Regions from separate parts of the Mus musculus genome. Here all the other regions are linked to region 1. The links are chromatin contacts, called in public promoter capture Hi-C maps. All regions are on one chromosome and are shown on one strand. The core of a region is the stretch at or near the end of the contact, and the rest is flanking DNA. Distances in the headings are between cores, read along the strand shown. Region 1 holds the start of Slc7a8 (solute carrier family 7 (cationic amino acid transporter, y+ system), member 8). Region 2 holds the start of Ajuba (ajuba LIM protein). Region 3 holds the start of Haus4 (HAUS augmin-like complex, subunit 4).

What was found. Capture Hi-C pulls out chosen DNA fragments and counts their contacts.
Region 2: a promoter capture Hi-C map of pancreatic islet shows a contact between it and region 1. The contact joins the promoter of Ajuba here to the promoter of Slc7a8 in region 1. A contact is called at or near these places in 2 of 39 promoter capture datasets (liver and pre-B cells), 2 of 484 Hi-C or Micro-C datasets (erythroblasts and myocytes), 2 of 115 datasets of contacts at active chromatin or transcription factors (both in embryonic stem cells) and 2 of 9 other capture datasets (adipose tissue and pancreatic islet).
Region 3: a promoter capture Hi-C map of liver shows a contact between it and region 1. The contact joins the promoter of Haus4 here to the promoter of Slc7a8 in region 1. A contact is called at or near these places in 2 of 39 promoter capture datasets (the HPC-7 cell line and pre-B cells) and 3 of 9 other capture datasets (adipose tissue, liver and pancreatic islet).

What each region holds. Positions count from the first base shown.
Region 1 is chr14:54,778,529-54,783,523 of GRCm38.p6, forward strand. Slc7a8 (solute carrier family 7 (cationic amino acid transporter, y+ system), member 8) reads right to left here and starts at 3,358. Exons shown (of 11, transcript NM_016972.2): 1 at 2,652-3,358. The coding sequence starts at 2,799. It also overlaps a transcript of Rnf212b not described here.
Region 2 is chr14:54,575,567-54,580,041 of GRCm38.p6, forward strand. Ajuba (ajuba LIM protein) reads right to left here and starts at 2,095. Exons shown (of 8, transcript NM_010590.5): 1 at 666-2,095. The coding sequence starts at 1,698.
Region 3 is chr14:54,551,719-54,556,741 of GRCm38.p6, forward strand. It overlaps Haus4 (HAUS augmin-like complex, subunit 4), which reads right to left and starts at 2,643. Exons shown (of 10, transcript NM_145462.2): 1 at 2,457-2,643; 2 at 419-492. The coding sequence starts at 473.

The DNA of each region.
Region 1 (4,995 bases), core at 2,108-4,607:
GAGTCCTCTGAAAGGGTATTATATACTTTTTTTTGAGCTTTTTAAGGTTTATTTATTTTTATGTGTATTAGTTTTGCCTACATTCATGATGCCTGTAGGGCAGGTCAGAAACCGGTGTCAGATGTCCTGCAACTAGAGTTATAGACAGTTATAAGCCACCAGAGAGTGCTGGGAACTGAACCTGGGTCCTCTGGAAGAAGAACAAGTGCTCTTAACCACTGAGCCATTTCCCCAGCCCTTCCTGTGTCTTTTCAAATGACTTTATTTTCCTTTATCCTACAGTGTTAATACAGAGGGCCAGGTCACTGGGCTCAGCATAGATGTTTGCACTTGGTCTTGTCATCACCCACTTAGAAATCCCCCAGAAGAGGGTGTGGCACCGTCTCTTCACTTTGGCATCTTAATGGTCATGCATGAGGGAAGGTAGAAAAGATTTTCTCCGTGTAATCTTTAAGAAGAAAGTTCTTTCTCATCTCAGCTGAAGTGAATGTAACATGATTCTAACACTCTGGAAAAATATCGTGATTTCCCTAAAACCACCCAGAGTATCCAGCCAGATTTGTCATTCTCACTCTGATGTCACCATGAGGAGCTTTTTCTCTCACTGAAGTGCAGCCCAGGAGGCTGTGGACAGATCAGTAGTGACACTTACCCTGGAACCGTATTTGTACCTGAACATCCCCATTTCTTCAAAGACATGGAATGGATATTTAAAAAAAAAAAAACCTTTAGTATATAGGAGAATATCCTCTATCCATGAAAATCTACATGTATTGGGGAATGGGCGAGCAAAGCAGAGTCTGGAAGAAAAAGGGTTGAGTGTGTGTGTATGTATGAGTGTGTGTATGTGTGAGTGTGTGTATGTGTGAGTGTGTATATGAGTATGTGTGTAAGAGTGTGTGTGTATATGTGTGTATGTGTGTATTGTGAGTGTGTGTGTATGTATGTATGAGTATGTATGTGTATGAGTATGTGTGTATGTGTCTATATACATATGTATGAGTTTGTATATGTGTGTGAGTATATGTATGTATATGTATGTGAGTATGTTTGTGTGTGTGTGCACGCGTGTGCACATCTGTGTATGAATCAGATACTTCTTCAAGGTAGGGTGGGTGGATGCTAACTCTATCAGTCAAATTGATGAAAGACATAACAGGCTCTGGTTTATTTATAGATCTTAAATTGGCATGTGTTCTACAGGTTGTGTTGAATTAAAAAATATGATAAGACCAGATAATGCGAGCTTCAGATCATGACGGCTGTTTTGTAGATCTGTTCCCTCAGAGCATTGTTTCTTTATAACTGTAAGGATTTGGAGTAATTAGATAACATTCCATTTTGAAAAGGGGTTGGAAAGAACATGGTCACTGAAGTCGGGGTGGAGAGGTGAAGAGGATTATCTGAATGCTGTACTGATTTTATTTGACTTCAAGGATGTTCTCCAGTGTCACTCTTTCTCTGGTGCCAAATGTCCCTGAGCTGTTCACGGAACACTGTTACACCAACAGAAACTAGTTTATGGGCAGCAAGAAACAGTATACCTTCACCAAGGAACTCCGGAGAGAGAGAACACGGAGACGCGTCTGAGACTGAGAGTCTTGTCGTACTTTCCCTGGGACAAAGCCCTCCACCAAAGATAGCAGACCAAAGCCCCCTTTGGGAGAGAGGGCAGTGATGAGCCACAGCCCAGCACCCATTTGCAGGGCTTCCTTGCAAAGACAAGAGTGTCCTACGTAGGCAAGGGAGTTGTCTCTGGAAGCCCGAGCCTTGCACATGTGCTCTTGGGAAGCGAGACCTATACTGGTTCTCTCTGGATCACCCAGCTCCTCTCCTAAAGAGCTTCCAAGCCAGAGCACACATTTCACCCATGAATTCCTCCTGTACCCCACAATCTACCACCTCCCAGTTCCCGCTAAGAACCTCACAGGGTCTTCTGTGGGTGTTAACAGACAGGCGCCCCCAACTAGGTAACCAGAAAAAAACAAAAAACAAAAAAACAAAAACAAAAAAACCTGGAAAACTCCATTTCAAGAACACAGTCAAGTCAGCTGGTTCTCCCTTCCATATTTTCCTCATCTGAGACAGCTCGGCTGTCACATCTGTTTCACAAGTGCTTCATAGGATGGGCCAGCCTATGAAGAACCATGATTATAAAGCATTTTTATTACTGTTTTTTTACTATTCGAGGCATTACACACCACAGTGCTTCATAACATAAGACAACATAATACTAAATATGCTTCAAACACAGATTCACAGCCTGCAGAGGGTGGCTGCACAGAAGCTAGTTAAAAATCCATGTGTCAGCCCGAATTAGGCTCTCCTGGATCAGAACTGCCTAGTGACAAGCCGGAAAGAATTTGTTACACTTCTAATAAATTCCCAGGCAATACTTGGGACGCAGAGCCTGTATGGTTCCTGACTCTTGTTTGTTCTATTCTAAGGAGAGAACAGCTCAGCCTGGCTTGGCTGAAGCGATGTATGACAGACATCACTTCCATAGCTCCGACTTGACCGGTGCAGTTGGACAACACAAGTCACAGACAAAGCAAAGCTGCCTTTGAGGCTTTGGCGGGGTTAAAGTCCCTCGAAGGACCCCCGGAGAGAGGGTGGGATGGCGCCGGGGGCCGCAAAGGACCTGGACTCACCTACAATGATACCACAGGCGCTGACCAATCCGATCTCTTTCTTCAGGGCTACTCCGCCCCCTCCCGAGCTAGCCTCGGCCTCAGGGCTGGTGTCAGAACCCGGGTGGTTCTTCGCGGTGTTGTTTCGCTGGCGGGCTCCCTTTTCCATCTTTCTCCGTAGGGTTCCGACCACCCAAAGCGAAAAAGAGCAGTCTTTTTCTAAACGCTCGTGCGTGTAAACGTATAGATATGTGGAAAAACAGAGTTTCCAATTAGAACGCCCTTTTCCGAAAACAGAGTGCGCTCCTACCCTCTAAAAGTGACAGCAAATGAGAGTCACACGTGTCACTGCCTAACAAACAAGGGCCGTGTTTTTAAATGGAAGGCAAAGAATATATATATATATAAATACAAAAATAGAACTGTACCAGCGACTCCAGCTGGAATTCTCCGGAAAGCGTTTATCTTCAGAAGCCCAGGATCGCTCTGCTCGGTGTACCGGGCGGCGGCTTGCTCTGGTCAGGATTTCCCTGCAGCCCTCCTAATGAAACAGATCGCCTCCACCTTCCCTTAAGTCTCTTCTACGATGAGGGTAAAAGTAGTTCTTCTTAGCTGAGGGAGCGGAGGAGGAGCCGTGCTCAGGTACTTTCTTGCTCGCCGGCTCTGGATCAGGTTTCCACCTGCTGCGGTCGCCCCTTCCTTCTCGCCCTTGTCGGCTCCGAGCTCCGTGCTCACTCCGCAGATCGCTCCATCTGTGAGGGCAGGGTGGCTGCTGCGCTCGCGAATGTGCTTCCCTTTCGGCTGCGGCGTTTATTTGCGGACCGAGGCTCCGCCCCCCACCTCCTCCATCCTTAAGCCGCATCTCCTCCCTCTTCTTCTATTTAATTATTAGTACCCCCTACCCCCAAAGATCACGGAGGAAGGGGCTTAAAACATTTTCTTTTCTTTTCATAGTGGGAGCAAGGGAAGGGTGGGCCGCAGGGGGAAGTCACTAGCCAAGGCTTCATCTCAGGTCGCACAGCATTTGTGAACTCTATAAGGGCACACGGTTCTGCGGGCTTCTAATGCCTTCAGAAACACACTGGCCAGTGTACTAAGATGTTTAGGTGTGGATCATTTGAGGACAAGGTCGAGAAAGCTGCAGAGATATTGCCATCAAGCTGTTTCATGAAATAGGGGGTGGTTTTGGTGTGTGTGGGGGGGGGCAATGTGGAAGAACTTTAAGCTGAAGAGTTTCTTTTAGGGACTGTCATGAAAGCTAAATAAAATTATGAAGAATATGGGGTAGTTGCAACGTTTTTCCGAAGCAGGATAAGGAGGATTCTGGCCTGCCCCATGACCCCTAATATTTTATCACAAATTATTTGAACTTCAGACAGGAGGTCGTGAGCCCCTCACCGATCATGAAACAGACGTGTTGATGCTAAGAATGGTAATGGTTAAGAATATTAACATTGCACCCCCATTTCCTTGAAGAATGTAATTCAAAACAGTTGCTCCACCTCAAGAACTGTGTCTATTTCTAACTGTAAAGTGCTTTGAAGAAAACAACAACAACAAAACAACCATGAAACAATATTATAGACCATGCTGAAAAACTAAAGTTTTTTTTTACATAGTCTATACAAAATGATTTGATTTTAAAATGAGTCTAAAAAATAAAATTCCAAAGGGCCTGGTGGCACACACATCTTTAATCCGAGCACTTGGGATGCAGAGGCAGGCAGATCTCCTTGAGTTTAAGGCTAGCCAGAGGTCCAAAGTGAAATTCTGTCTCAATAAGACAAACTAAATTCCCCAATCTGACCACTAATTACGCAAATTTGGCTTCACTCATTTTTTTAAGAAAAACACTAAAAAACTTGGACTTTTCAAGAAAATAAAAAAGTTAAGCCCTTTAGGAATGGGGTTGGCTAAGCTATCTAGAACGGCTCTTCCGGATAGGGTAAAGTCCAGACAATGAACGGTCTCCCTTCCCGCCTGCCCCTTGCTCACCCTACTCAGCAAGTATCAAGAGGTTTCAAAGGTTGAGATCTCAACTCCTTCTCCTTTTGCTGCTCTAAGATACAGCAGATTGAAAGCCTCAGCAAAAAGAGAAGAGAGTGGGGGATCGTGTAAATCATTTTCAACAGAGAAAACAGACAAGGTTGGGCTAGATAGCACAAGACTCCCAGGGAGGAAGTGAGGGGACATGGAGGAAAGTGAATTGTCTCTGGTCTTTTTTTAAACAAGCTTAGGAAGCACACGGGGACATTTGATGGTTTCATTATTAAGCAAATCCAATTTGAAGACTTCTGCCCAGATCGCAACATCAAGGGATAAAACCTTTCTGCTTCTCAAATGTGAGTTCTTTCAGTGATACTTT
Region 2 (4,475 bases), core at 845-3,344, 200 kb before region 1:
AAAAGGCCACCAGCACACACCTCACCATCAGGACTGGGGCGGGACCGGGCAGGACTTGAATCCTTGCTTTCCTATCAGGCTTCCCTATCAGGCTCCATTTCCCCGACAGCAGGCAAGACTGCGCGGGAGCTAGCAAACATCCCCCAACGCAAGCACACGCTCCCCACCCCTCCGCCTGGCGGGCGTCGCCCACGGCACCTGGAGCGCCAGGGCAGGAGTCGGCACGCACGCGGCCGCCCGCCCCGCCCCCCGCGCATTCCCCGAATTCCTACGGGTGGAGCAAGGAGCGGGTGGGGGCGCGGCACGCCGGAGCTTGCAGGAGCCCAGCCGCGAGGGGGGCGCGAGAGGATGCTCTCCTGGCCCCGCAGCGCCTCCTCCTCCTTCCGAGGCCTCCTACTGCGACAGGCCGTCGTGCCACGATGCTTGAGAAAAATGGGACTCCCGAGAAAAATCAAGAGTTGAATTTGTCAGGGATCATCAGCCTGGTTCCATTAGAAACCTGGCTGGACTGAGCAAGTGCTCTAGGGTCCGCCCTTTTCCATATTAGAAAAATCTGGGGTCTCCACCTGCAACTCCCGGCCCCAGCAATTTGTGCTGTCGGGGCGATGGGTAACCGCACACATTGACCGGTCTCTCGGTTCCCTAGCTTCTTCTTTCCTACTTACCAAAGTAATCTTCTCTGGCCTCTGGCTCCCGTATCCGTGATCGGGAGGCCTCTGGAACGAAGGGACCAGGAGACTCCTCCAGACCCGACGGCTCAATCCCCGAGGGTTCCCCGCGAGCACCCGCTTCTCGCCCACCGGTAGCCACGGTCAAACGCAGCAATGCTGTTAGCTCGTCCTGGTAACGGGCCCCCGCGGCGCAGTCCCCGTAGCCTGTAACCGAGTGTCGTCCGGGTTGCGCCCCACGTCTCTCCAAAGGACCCGCTGTTCCCACCACGGCTCCGGTTAGAGCTCCGGGGCTGCCCAGGGCCGGGGGGTACGAGTGACGGCTCTCCTGGCAGCCGAATCCCACGGACCGATGGGCACATAGTCGGTCCAGGGCAGCGTGGAGCTCCGGGTAGGCGGACGGAGCCCCTCCAGGGTAGCCCGCAGGAGCAGTGGTCAGCGGGAGGCCGAATAGGCACGGCCCCGCGGGCAGCGGGCTCCCGTGGCGCTGGTCGTAGCCCATGCTGATGCCGCTGGTCCGATTGCTGCACGGCCGGCTACCTCCGGCTCCGCTGGCCCCGGCTCCGTCCAGCAGCAGGCTGCCCCGGGGGCTAGATGGCTTGCTCGCATCGCTGGCCGAGCTACTGGCGAAGCTGGAGCGAGGGCTAAGGGCTGGAGCCGTGGTCTCCAGCCGAAAATCAGGAGGCGACGACAGAGGCAGAGGCAGGGCTCGAGTGGGCGGCGGCCCCCCGGGAAAGGACCCTTCGAAGCGCTGCGCTTCAAAGGAGCCGCGTGCGTTCCGCTCGGCGTCCAGGGGCCCTTGCTCCCTGGCCGGTTCCAAAGGTTCATCTCCAGGCCCCCCATTCGCTCCACGGTGTCCTGACTTCCTAGGTCCCCCCAACCCGCTTAAGCGTCCCTTGCCTGCTCCGGGGGTCCCATCAGACCCAGACCGGCTCGCTTCGCCCTTTCTGCGGCCGAACTTGGCGCTGCCGGAGTCCGAGAGTCTCAACTTTTCTAGCAGACGACTGGCTTTCTCCCCTAACCGTTCCATGCCCACGGATCTGGGGCCTGCAGCCCCCTCCTCGCCCGGCACGCTGCAGTGTTTCGGCCAGAGGCCGGGCTCGAGTTCCCCGGGGCTCGGATTCCTGGGATGCAAGTCACTCACGGGGGCTCAGCGAGCGGCCCAGGTGCCGGGTGCCCGCGATCCCGAAGCATGCCCCAGCGAGAGGGTCCGCGCGCGGCTGGCAGGGCCCACGGTAGCGGCTGTCCTCCGCAGGTCTGTCCACGCGTCCGCTCGCGCCACCGCCCGCCGGCCCGGCCCGCCCCCCTGGCTCTCACTTGCACGGACCCAACTTCTCCAAACTTTTGTCTGCCTGGCCGGATCTACTTTCCGGGAAGGGCGGAGCGCGGTGTGCACCCCGGGTTGAGGTGTCCGCGCAAGGATTTCCTGGGCATCACAAGCAGGGAACTGTGGAAGCTGCCTCCGAGGTGGAGAGCTGCAGACAGGACGTAAAAGGTCAAGGGGCAGATTGGGCAGCTGCGTCCACAAAATTCAAGAGTTTAGACTGGGGGAGGGGGAGTGAAAAGGAACTCTTTGTTTACAGTTGGAATGCGCGGAGGGGCACTGTGGAATGTATCCATCAACGTTGGGAAGAAAAGGGCTTGTTCTACAGAAATATCGTGATACTGTTCCTAGAGTGAGGACTGCGGGGGAGACGGTGAGAGATGTCACAGAAGTGATAAGACAGGGGGCCAACCGTAAGAGGAAGATGAAAGGTGGATATGTAGGAGGTCCAGAGACCCGTGTGTAAAGATAGCTCTGAGAGGCAAGGAGGCGCAGGCAAGAAGTGTGGGAGCTGCAAGACCAACGAATGCATAAAGCAGGGAAAGGACAAGTTGGTCCGGAGACTTGAGAGACAAACAGATAAGCTGCAATAAAAAAAGCACTTTCTAGCCCCATGATTCTCTGATGGTGGAGTGGGAGGATACGAGGTTTATGTGCTTATATGAAAAGAAGCGAGGAAAATAACAGGCTGATCCCTGTCGCTAGAGGGACAAGAGGAAGATTTAGTGTGTACATAAAAACACGGAGAAAGGTTTTGGACTAAGGCAACCCTAAGGGCAATAGAGCGAGACACGGGAAGAGACACCCCCTGGTGTTGAGAAGTGAAACTTTTAGCGAGCATTTTAGGTGGCTAGAGATCAAAAAGTGTGATTTTTTCAGGCAAGGTTACACTCTCCCAACTCCGACCCTCTCATGGCTTCCTCATAAGAGGCTGATGGCAGAGTGGACAGCCATTCTTAAGGGGAGTGGACTAGATAAATGTTGAGGGTGGAAAGGGGTAAGACGTAATAATGACCAATGATCAAGGAAAGACACGCTTGACTAAAACCAGAACCAGGCAGCTTTTGTTTTCTATCCAAAAATAACACCTCAGATGGTGAGAGATAGGAAATGGTGGGAAATTACTTTCTTTCCACCCACCCCCAAACGGGGTGGGGGTGGGGGTGGGGGTGGGGTTCCTCTGGGTAGTCCTGGCTGTCCTGGAACTCACTCTGTAGACCAGACTGGCCTATAACTCAGAGACCTGCCTGCCTCTGCCTCTCACGTGCTGGAATTAAAGGTCTGGGCCACCACATCTGGCTTCCTTTTTGTATTTAGGGTCTATGAAAATGACACGCACACAACTCATGCATATTATTTTCATTTGTATATTTTGAGAATCTTTTATAATTTTATATCCCTAGGGAGTGGGGAGGAGAAGGCAGGCATTGCGTACCTATTCACAGCACTGAGAAGTCTGAAGCCAGGAGAACAGATGGTTTGAGGTCGGTCTGGGTTATGTAGTGAGTTCTAGGACAGCCTGTGCTACATAAACCTTTCTCTCAAAACAAAAAGGCCAGGGATTCTGACACTGCAATTAACCCAGGCACTCAGGGAGGCACAGGCAAGATGATCTGTGAGTTCAGTGTCAGTCAGGGCTACGGGGCGTCCCCAAACCACACCAAAAGGACAAGGAAACTGACCTCTTTGTCTAAGTTGTATTTTAACTCAGAATTGATTTCTCTAGATAGCCAGTCTGTCCCTGGTCAAGACTACAGCTTTTCTCTGATCTCTAAATTTTCCTCTGAGGCTAAAAACATCAGTAACGAAGTAACCTGTCAGGTTGCAACCCATTGTGGGCAGCTTTTTCACAACTAGCATGAGGGTCCTGCCCAACCCCCACCCCTACCCCCTGATGCAAGGATGATTGAGGGTCTTCCAGGGATGTCTGAGGTCTCAGCACACCTCTAATATTTAGAAGTTTTGACTTTGGGGGTGAAGAGGAAAGTGACCCTGTTATTTAGTTTTTTGAGATGGGGTCTCTCTGTGTTATCCTAGAATGGTATGTAGAGCAGGCTGGCCCTGAATTCAGAGATTCTCCTGTCTCTGTCTCGCAAGTGCTGATTAAAGCTGTGTACCACCACCCTAGATGAAAGAGAAGAGGAAAACGTAAGAAAAGTTTTGAAGCTCCTAAAAAGGCCTACCCAAAGTCTGGCTTGGCTACAGTGGGCATAGCTGGGACGAACAGCTGGGGTAATAGGAAGCAGAAACTTCCTGTTAGAGGACAAAGAGGCGCCCTGATGGAGCACGCCCCACCCAGTAGGCTCATGCCCTCAGGGGAAGTCCAGCCTGGGGCTGGAGCTCCAGAAGCAGCCCTCTTTTATTTATTTTTGATCATATTTATATTTGTTTGTGTGTATCTGTGTGTGTGTGTGTATGAGTGTGTGAGCACGTGCACGTGCACTTATGCAAGCACACCCCTTGATGCTCATGTGGAAGCCAGA
Region 3 (5,023 bases), core at 1,393-3,892, 230 kb before region 1:
GACCTCTGGGAAAGTCACCAGGCCTTTTTTTTTTTTTTTGCAGGTGGTGGGGGTGAATAGGTATGGCCCCCATAGGCTCATGTGTTTGAATGCTTGGCCATAGGGAGTGGCACCATTAGGAGGTGTGGCCTTACGGAAGTGTGTCACTGTGGAGGCGGACTTTGAGGTCTTATATATACTCAAGCTATGTCCAGTGTGAGACACAGTCTCCTGCTGCCGCCTGCAGATCAAGAGGTAGAACTCTGAGCAACTCCCAACTCCCGCCCCATGTCTGCCTGCATGCTGCCATGCTTCCCACCATGATGATAATGGACTGAAACTGTAAGCCACTCCGGTTAAATGTTTTTCTTTATAAGAGTTGCCTTGGTCATGGTGTCTCTTCACAGCAATGAGACCCTAACCAGGACACTCCCCTTACCTTGCAGCAGCATTTCTACACCTTCTCCAGGTGCACAGAAATCTCCAGACGCCATCTCGTTTTCTTGGTATTATCTGTATGGAAACAAATGGGAGAAAATGCAAGTTGAACAAACCCCTGGCTGCTGCTCAAGCTACCTTAGGCAGTCTCACAAGCCAACTCTGGGCTCAAATTCTGTGCCAGAGTCAAGCCTAGAACCTTGACCCTCTTCCTCCTGGGTGCCAGGATTAAAAGTTCATGCCATCACATCTGGCTCAGAGATGTTTCTTATAGAGCAGGGCTATATCAGACATCAGGGTCCCCAAATTCTTTAGCATTTTATGGAAAACTTACAAATAAATACCAGAATACCTTCCATTCCAAGAACAAAATCTCTCCCAAGCTGTCCAAAGTATGACTCTAAACAGAACCACTCCTACTTCACCCCTACCCGCCTGTCTTAGGGTTTCTATTCCTGCGCAAACATCATGACCAAGAAGCAAGTTGTGGAGGAAAGGGTTTATTCAGCTTACACTTCCACATTGCTGTTCATCACTAAAGGAAGTCAGGACTGGAACTCAAGCAGCAAGTTGGGGAGGAAAGGGTTTATTCAGCTTACACTTCCAAACTGCTGTTCATCACTAAAGGAAGTCAGGACTGGAACTCAAGCAGGTCAGAAAGCTGATGCAGAGGCCATGGAGGGATGTTCTTTACTGGCTTGCTTTCCCTGGCTTGCTCAGCCTGCTCTCTTATAGAATCAAGATTACCAGCCCAGAGATGGTCCCACCCACAAGGGGCCTTTCCCCCTTGATCACTAATTGAGAAAATGCCTTGCAGTTGGATCTCATAGAGGCATTTCCTCAACTGAAGCTCCTTTCTCTGTGATAACTCCAGCTGTCAGGTTGACACAAAACCAGCCAGTACACCACCCAAATCCACTAAGTTCTAATGGAAGGCGTCTTCCTACCGTTACCATTTTGCTGGAGCTACAAACTGTTGCTGTCTGTCGTGTTCCCAGTAAACTAAGGGGTGTGGGTCCCAGTATACCTTTTGCCCCCTTTATAGCTCAACTGTGGAATATCACAGTTTCTTTCTGGTGCTTCTCTGTCAGTGTCATCTCATGAAAGAGCTATCTGTCTGGGAGCAAGAGCGACAGACACTTGAACTACAACAGCTTTTCCAGTAACAATGCACTGCAGTGGTTAGTGTGGGGACATAGCTATACAGATAGGTGTTTTGCCAGAACCTGGAGCACCTTGAAAAGAATGTCATCAACAGAGAGCAATGAGAAACTCAACAGCAACACAAACATTGCCTGCCCATTCTTTCCCTTATTGCTTTACCCACTCCTCCAAATGGCAGCTGAGCCCGAGGCAGCCCCGAGTCTGAAGCTTATTAGTACTTAACGCTTCACGTCCACAGAACATTGGTTTATTCGCTCCTTTTATGAGTCACATGAAAGCAACTAGCCGTTTGTTTTGTAGCGTGGTCTAGAGGAATCAGCTGAGGAGGCGCAATTCGAGACATTAATTTGTGGCTCCGCCCCGCCCCCCATGTTTTCTGTGTGAGTTTATGTGAAATGCTCCTTTTTCAGGTGCCAACAGTGTTCCACCTGCAAAGCCGCGATAACGGTTCTTGCCTTGCATGAAGCATCAAGAATTAATAACAATCGACTTGTCAACAAAAGCTATTTAGTTATGTTTTACCAGTAAGTTCCGTTTTACCAACTCAGAATGTTGTTGAACTACACCTACAAATAAAGTTTTGCAGGCCAGTTAGGCACCCAGCCACGAGGGTTTCAACCGCCCAGGGGTCCTCAGCGGAGCCGCCCACAGGACGTGACCTTAGGCTTCACCCCCACCCTGCGCAGGCAGCCGGGGTCCCACGCGCAGGAGCGCAGAGCGCCGAACTCTGACGCAGGCGTGCTTCGAGCCCTCCAGCCGTTCCCCTGCACGCTGTGCTGGACGCAGATTGATCGTCCTGACTGTTTTCACAAGAGGTGACCCTTACAAGGCCGGAGATAATCAAGATGCAGACGCGCTCTCCGGCGCCGACCTACCGTCTGGGTCGCCAAGGAGTCCTAAAGGGCGAGCGCGGCCTCGCCGCAAGCTCGCGGTCGTCGAGCGCTAACCTGCACGGCTCGCCGCCGGAGCGCTAAGGCCGGGGCCTGCCCGGGAAAGGCGCTGCCGCCAGCGTAGAAACAACTGGGTCTTAAATCAGCCGGGCACAGGACGGGGCGGGGCCTCCGTTCCCGCCTGGCGCAGCCCCGCCCCGGGAGCGCGCGCTCAGCGCAACTGTCGCGGTAGCGGCTCGGATCCTGGAAGTCGGAACTTCACCCATTTAACAAAGGGGAAGACTAGGCACGGAAGGTTATATAGAGGTGGCGGCCCAGCTCGGAAGCTTAGGCCTGCCACTGTGGTGCTCGGAGGTCGAGCCAATGTGTTGTTGGTATCAGAGATCGTCCTGTCTCGGCCTCCCGATTGATGAGAGGAAAGGTGCACGCCACTACACCCCCACTGGTTTGTTTTTATTTATCGATGTGGGCGAGCGCATGCGCCATATGTGGGCGGTGTCCACGGAGGCCGGAAGAGGGAGCCAGAGCCCTTTGAGCCGATGTTACAGGTGCTTGTGAGCTGCCAGATTTTGGGTTCTGGGACTTGAACTCAGATCCTTTTACTACGTTGCTCCAGCCTCACCTCTTGAATTTCTTAACCTACCTCGCCTCCTCCGCGCTCCCTCTGTTTTTTTTTAAAGTCACGTTTTATTTACTGTGTGTCCTACGTGTGCTGTGGAGGTCAGAAGACATTCTGGGAGTGAGACATCATAGGCTTGGTAGCAAGCTCCTTTACCCATTGAGCCGCGTTAACTGCCCTGCCCCATTCCCACATCCCTTATTTCCCATCATCCTTCCTTCACTCCTACTTATGCCTACACTGGTTTTGTAAAACTAAGGGTACCCAATCAGGAAGTGACTTCTTTTGGAAAATAAGATGTTTAGCTGTACTGTTAATCCTTCACCACACCTACTCAGGAGGTTGAGTTAGGAAGATCGAGAGTTCAAAGCTAGGCCCGGGCACTATGCTGAAGTTGCCCATCTAAAAAAATAAAAGTCTTAAATAAACTGCTTCAAGGTTATTAGAGCTCTTTATACGTTTTTATTTATTTTACTGTTGTTTACGTGTGTGGGTGTTTGACTGGCACATATGTCTGTGAACCACTTGTATGCTTACTGCTGTGGGATCCTCTGGAACCGGTTACAGTTACCACCATATAAGTGTGGAGAATCCAACCCAGGTTTACTTGAAGAGGGATGGTTGAGCCATCTCCCTAGCCCAGTGATTAGATCGCTTGCATCAGAGAACAAACTGATAGGATGGAGCAAAAGTGCTAGGAAATGGAGCTGTTTGGCTTTTCCTTAGAACAGCAGTTCTCAACCTGTGGTCGAGACCCCTTTGGTTGGTTGAACGACCCTACAGGGGTCACCTAAGGCCACTGGAGAACACAGGTGTTTACAATTCGTAACAGCAAAATTACAGTTATGAAGTAAGTAATGGAAATCATTTATGGTTGGGGGTCACCACAACATGAGAATCTGTATTAAAGGGTCACAGCTTTAGAACATTCTAGGGCCAAGGGTAGTGGCTCATGCCTTTAACCCCAGTGATTGGGAGGTAGGGGGTAAGCAGATGAGGACAGCCTGATCTACACAGAGTGTTCCAGGAAGGCCAGGGTTGTATAGAAAGATCAGTGAGAGAGAGAGAGAGAGAGAGAGAGAGAGAGAGAGAGAGAGAGAGAGAGAAGAGAAGAGAAAGGAGGAAGAGGAGGAGGAGGAGAAGAAGGAGAAGGAGAAGAGAGAAAGAAAAAAAAAAAGAAAGAAAGAAAGAAAAAAGAAAAGGAAGGAGGAGGAGGAGACTTGTATTTGAATACACAGAGAAATGATTCTAGGGCAGAAAGCTTTTATGCCCTTGGTCAGGGCATCAGCTGCCATGTTCCATGTTTAATGCTAGAGTGCAGTCACTTTTCAAAGCTTTTAAAAATCACTTATGCTTCCTCAATTCTTCAATGCAGCCTCATTAAATGCCAGGCTTACGCACGAACCGTGCTCAGAACAAAATAGCAAGCATGCTTTGGTGATTTTCAGCTGATCAGAGATTTACTGAAATTTCATCTCCCAAGTCTTCAGGTTCTTAAATACTGAACTACAAAGCTCTGGCTAAGAGGCTCGAAAGCACGCGAGGCCCTGAGCAGGGAAGGCTCAGAAGGCTGCCTTCCAGAGGAAGATGGGGAAGATAGCAGTGGACAGACACCTTGCGGACAGAGCTCCGTGTGCAATTATCTCTTCCCTCTTTGTCCCTTCCAAGCCATGAGACCTTGGGCTACAGCTCTCCTTCCTGTGGGAGGTGTGGGGGGGGAGACAACATATTTCTTGTTACTCCAATCTCTTAGCATTGGCATAACGATCAAATGAGATAACGGCTGAGAAAGCGCCTTGGAAAGACTATGAAAGTGAGGTGTTTTATTAAGTGCCTGGGGAGACACAGAGATGAATGTGACCTAATTCCTATCCCGAGGAAATTCACACTCTGTTGAGGAGACACACATGAGAAGAAAATAACCCAAGGCAGT